Linked DNA regions of Sus scrofa: region 1 is linked to region 2. The links are chromatin contacts, called in public Hi-C maps. All regions are on one chromosome and are shown on one strand. The core of a region is the stretch at or near the end of the contact, and the rest is flanking DNA. Distances in the headings are between cores, read along the strand shown.

Region 1 (2,700 bases), core at 33-2,532, 68 kb after region 2:
CGTCCTTATCCTCCTTGGGGCATTCGGCGTCTCCTCTCCTCCCTGGTCTGTGGACACTGGTTGGCTCTGCCCTGGGCTGGGGCTGTGGGGAGTTCCCTCCAGACGGGAGACACGATGCCCATGGCTTACAGGCCAGACACCTGTGCTATGCAGGGCAATGACGACGGCCCCACGGGGCCCTTTATGGAGAATGACCTGTCTAATCCTCACGACCACACTAGGAAGTTGGTCCCGTAATACATTTTACAGGTAAAGAAGCCGAGGCCCAGAGTGGTGGCATAACTGGCCCAGGGGCTTATAGCTAAGAAGCAGGGTGGGCACCCTGTGGTCTACACCAGAGCCTGCATGCTTACCCTATACACCTGCTCTTCCCAACAAGGTAACTGCTAAACCCTTGGGATTATTTAACTTCGAAATAATTAAAATGAAATACGGGAGTTCCCTTTGTGGCTCAATGGGTTAGGAACCTGACATAGTGTCCCTGAGGATGCGGGTGTGATCCCTGGCCTCCGATGTGGATTAAGGACCCGGCATTTCCGCGAGCTATGACACTGCTCAGCATTGCACTGGCTGTGGCCTAGGCCCACAGCTGCAGTTCCAATTCCACCCCTAGCCTGGGAACTTACATCTGCCGCAGGTGCGGTCTTAAAAAGAAAAAAAAAAAAAACGTGGAGTTCCTGTCCTGGCTCAGTGGTTAACGAATCCAACTAGGAACCATGAGGTTGTGGGTTCGATCCCTGGCCTTGCTCAGTGGGTTAAGGATCCGGCGTTGCTGTGAGCTGTGGTGTAGGTCACAGACGTGGCTCGGATCCCGCGTTGCTGTGGCTCTGGTGTGGGCTGGTGGCTATGGCTCCGATTCGACCCCTAGCCTGGGAACCTCCATATGCCACAGGTGCAGCCCCAGAAGAGACAAAAAAAAAGACCAAAAAAAAAAAAAAGAAATATAATTAAAAATTCAATTCTTCCATTACACCAGCCTCCTTTCAAGTGGTCAGTAGTCACACATGGCTAGTAGCTCCCAGAGTCTTTCCATCATCCCAGAAAGTTCTATTGAACACCCCTGGTCTATGCTGTACTGCCTCTCAAGAATCAAGAGGGAACAATGGAAAATCATCCTTCCGTTGATAGCATAAAATAATAATTAACTGTCTGATAATAATAGCTACAATTTACCAAGCTTCCTACGTGCTAGGCACAGTGCCAAGCCCATAATCCTTACTCAATCCCCGACTCAGGAAGGTTACCCAGGGTCACAGCAGCCAGGAAGTGAATCCAGATCTGGGTGACCCTGGTCTGGTCCTGCCCCCTCCTGCTCCACCCCCTGCTGAGCCCGGAGGAGTCTACAGCCCCTGGGGAAAGGAGGCAAAGGCAAATACGTGCATTGCACAAGAACAGGAATTAAACTAAATCAGCACGTAATTAACATCATCACAGTTCCCCAAGCCTGCTGACCAGAACATTACACTAATGAGGTCAAGGTCTTGATTTTGTGCCCTTTTGAGCATCACTTCACTTCTCATGAAAAAAAAAAAAAAAAAAGCCACACACTCTGCCCTGAGGGCTGCAACAGGCCCCCAGATGTCATGGTGAAGAGGCTGGGAGACTGGATATGTTTCACCAGAGCCTGTGGCCTCTTGTCGGAGGCCAGGCTGGGCCAAGCTGGAGCCAAGGCCTATTAAATCCTGGCAGGTGCCTGTGTTCCAGGCAATGGGGGTGCCAGTGTCTTCCTCCTCTGGACAGAACAGAGTTAGCAGAAAGCAAGACTTGAGTTTGAAGAAAAGATGCAGAAGAAGTTAGAAAAGAGCTTCCGAGATGTGCTTCCTCTCAGGTAAAACTTTTGGGTGGTATGTGGGGATTATAGGGCTTTTTGAGGGCTGGATTTGGGCGGGGAGATCTGCCTTAGAATCCCGTAAAGATTGTTTTAATGTGGGAAAGTCAGCTTCAGTTATATGTCAATCTCCACATGTCCCCTGGGAAGATAAGGACCAGTGAGTGACAAGAGCGGACAGTTCAGCAGAGAGCCGGACACCGACACTGCCCCTGCCCCACCTCCCTGCCCCGTCCACAAGGCCCCAAGGTCATGGAAGCCCTGTGCCTACACAGGTGGGTATCAGTAGATGTTTTGTTTAAATGATCTTTCTCCTTAAGCAAGTGTTGCCTGGGCCAGCATACCCCCAGGTTTTGGGGGACTCTGATGAGGTACCAAAGGCACCAACCAAATGGCTGGCTGTGTGAGTCAGGATAAGCCATGCTGTGCTGCAGTAACAAATGAGCCTTGAAAGCTCAATGGATTCACACTATGAAGGTTTGTTTCTTGCTCATACACTGTGGCCAAGGCAGATTAGCAGAGGCCCTGCTCTGCAGAGTCAATTAGGGACCCTAGATAGCAGAGCCATCAAATTTCAACAGGTGGCTTCCATGGCTGTGCCTGCAGGGGCAGAAAAGAGCAGGAGGGCTTTGCACTGGCTCTCAAAAGCTCTGGCCCCTGAAGTAACAGTCAGCATCTCCATTCACAACTTCTAGGCCAGAGCTAGTATTGTGGTCCCACCTACTGTAGAGGAGCAGGTGGATACGTGGAGGGGAAAAAAATCTCTCTGCCACTTTACCGCTTTTCCTCTCAAAACCCATTTTCATCACCTGTAGAAGGAAGGATTCTAAGGTGCCTTCGAGCGCTGGGATTCCAGATTCCTAGGTGTTTTA
Region 2 (2,700 bases), core at 63-2,562:
CTTGCCCGGTGGGTTAAGAATCTGGCGTTGCCATGAACTGTGGTGTAGGTTGCAGATGCATCTCAGATCCTGTGTTGCTCTGGCTGTGGTGTAGGCCAGCAGCTGCAACTCCAATTCTGTCCCTCTCCTGGGAATCTCCATATGCCACAGGTACAGCCAAAAAAAAAAAAAAAAAAAAAAAGAGTATATGTGACCATTTTCAGAAAAGACCCAAGAAGGCTTTGCAAGGGAGTTAGGAAAGTTCTCCCTCATCTCTGACCACTAGTAAGCTAAAGTCACACTGGTTTTGTTAGAAGAAGTATGTAAAACTTAGCTGTTTAACCATCCCCAAGCATTTTCATGTGCTTGGCAAGGTAGGAGAATTCAGGCAAACACACAGAAGATTAGCTTCTAGCAAAGACGTGTAAAAGCAAAGCATAATTAATGCATTAAATGAGGCCAAGGAAAAGAATGCATATAAAAATGCTGTCTTGGTACAGTGCTGAGGAAGGGAACAATGCATGACAGCCATGTTTATTAATAACTTACCAACTTTCTATAAACAATCCTGGGAAACATGACTGAGGCAGTGCAGGTGAACTTGGCTTAAACCTTGGCCCCGTGCTTTGCCCCTCCTCCCCTCTGCAGCGTTGGGCCCACCAGGAACTTTGCCTGCAGCTGGTCCCGGGAAACAGCAGGGTGTGTGTTTTTATTTTGCAAATATTAAATCACAGTATTGATTATGCTTTTGCAGACAGCACACTTCTCTCTCCCCCAGCTGCCCCCTGGTCAAGAATCTGGCCCTGGGGGGTTCCTGTTGTGGCACAGTGGAAATGAATCCAGCTCGTATCCGTGAGGATGCAGGTTCGATCCCTGGCCCCGCTCAGTGGGTTAGGGATCTGGCGTTGGCCGTGAGCTGGGGTGCGGGTCGTAGACGCGGCTCAGATCCCCAGGTGCTGTGGCTGTGGTGCAGGCCAGCAGCCGTAGCTCCGATTTGATCCCTAGCCTGGGAACCTCCATATGCCACAGGTGCGGCCCTCAAAAAAAAAAAGAATCTGGCGCTGAAGTGCTCAGTCATTTCGAGGACCTTGCTGAAGACAGGGAGGCTGGACGGGTCACCTCCCCACTCCCCGGCTCACTGCCACTGGCATGCTTCTAGAAGGTTACATAATCTTTCTTTATTTAAGGTTTCAATTCTTCCCTCTGAGAGTGAATGGACTTCCGGGCCTGGAGTTGGAGGTATTGGGCTGCTGGACGTGGGGGTGGGGAGAGGGCTGGACTGGGTCCAGGGAGCTTCTGGAGGCCGCACTCTTGCCCTCTCGCCGGCTGGTCCAGGGATGGCAGACCTTCCTGAGGGGAGGCCAGGAGGTGACCTTCCTTACCCTGGGCTGGGCTGCAGGCCCCCCAGTCATTGCCTTCTTGGACACTGCCTGGAAGTTGCTTCATGCATCCCAGTTAAATTTCACCTTGTTGACTCAGGCCAGTGTTCCCAGAGCAGGACAGGTTTCCCTGGCTTCTCTAGCTGGCCTGGGACTTCCCCGGCCCCCTGAACATCCCACACGTGCCTAGGCTCGCCTCCCCAGGGCATCGCTCCTCCTCATGCATTCATTCAACAAACATTCCTTGCACACCCATTAGGCACCCCATACTGTGCTGGGCTGGGCTTCAGAGGCAGAGGCCTGGTCCACGGTGTGGACAGGTGGACAGGTCTAGAAGCAGATCATTTTGCTCTAGTGTGGCATAAGCCAAGGGATTAAGGGGGCAGAGAAGGGTCACCTAATTTAGTTTGGGGGGACATGAGGAAGGCAAGGAAGTCTCCATGAGGGAGATAAAGATCTATCCGAATCTCAGATTATGAGACGGGAGGAGTGGCTGGGGGTGTTCAGCAGAGACAGTACCCTGAACGTGAGGCTGGAAACAGCATGACCAGGGATGACTTAGAAGTCGGCTTAGGAGTTCCCATCGTGGCGCAGTGGAAATGAATCCCACCAGGAACCATGAGGGTGCAGGTTCGATCCCTGGCCTCACTCAGTGGATTAGGGATCCGGTGTTGCCGTAAGCTGTGGTGTAGGTCGCAGACACAGTTTCAAATCCTGCGTTGCTGTGGCTGTAGGCTGGCAGCTGCAGCTCCAATTGGACCCCTAGCCTGGGGACCTCCATATACCGCAGGTGTGGCCCTAAAAAAGGAAAAAAAAAAAAAAGGAAGAATAAGTCAGTTTAGAAGATAAGCCCTAACACCCACATTCTACCATGATCTTAGCCCCACTCTCTCCCTGCTTCAGACCTTGTGATCCAACCCCTAGAAGAGGACTGCTTTTCCTCTTTTTTTTTTTTTTTTTTTTTTTTTTTGTATTTTTAGGGCCACACCCATAGCATATGGAGGTTCCCAGGCTAGAGTTAGAATCGGAGCTGCAGCTGCTGGCCTATGCCACAGCCATAGCAACACAGGATCTGAGCCATATCTGCAACCTACACCACAGCTCACAGCAACACCAGATCCTTAACCCATGAATGGAGGCCAGGGATTGAGCCCCCATCCTCGTGGGTACTAGTCGGGTTCATTCCTGCTGAGCCAAACGGGAACTCCCCCCCCACCCTGGGCGTCTTTCTTAATATTGAGCTCTGGAAAGGTAGGCTGCCACAGGAACTGGACAATGTCACGAAACTATGCAGCTGCAAAAGGTGGGGAAGGCAGAAGACTTCCAAGCCAGAGGGAGCTGG

Evidence for each region. Hi-C and Micro-C count contacts between places; a contact is called where the count stands out from the background.
Region 1: a Hi-C map of liver shows a contact between it and region 2, with 1.7 times the contacts expected there. The contact joins two enhancer-like sites. A contact is called at or near these places in 1 of 5 promoter capture datasets (liver), 3 of 47 Hi-C or Micro-C datasets (liver and skeletal muscle) and 1 of 2 datasets of contacts at active chromatin or transcription factors (skeletal muscle).

Annotation. Positions count from the first base shown.
Region 1 is chr7:38,906,454-38,909,153 of Sscrofa11.1, forward strand. No RefSeq gene overlaps it. Among named protein-coding and RNA genes, the nearest start is that of C7H6orf223, 86 kb to the right of the region's middle. Within about 2 kb of position 1,283, at least 8 of the 83 cell types and tissues checked have an H3K27ac peak or open chromatin away from gene starts, as enhancers often do. A contact at or near this core is called in liver, where this site is marked.
Region 2 is chr7:38,838,694-38,841,393 of Sscrofa11.1, forward strand. No RefSeq gene overlaps it. Among named protein-coding and RNA genes, the nearest start is that of TRNAV-AAC, 87 kb to the left of the region's middle. Within about 2 kb of position 1,313, at least 10 of the 83 cell types and tissues checked have an H3K27ac peak or open chromatin away from gene starts, as enhancers often do. A contact at or near this core is called in liver, where this site is marked.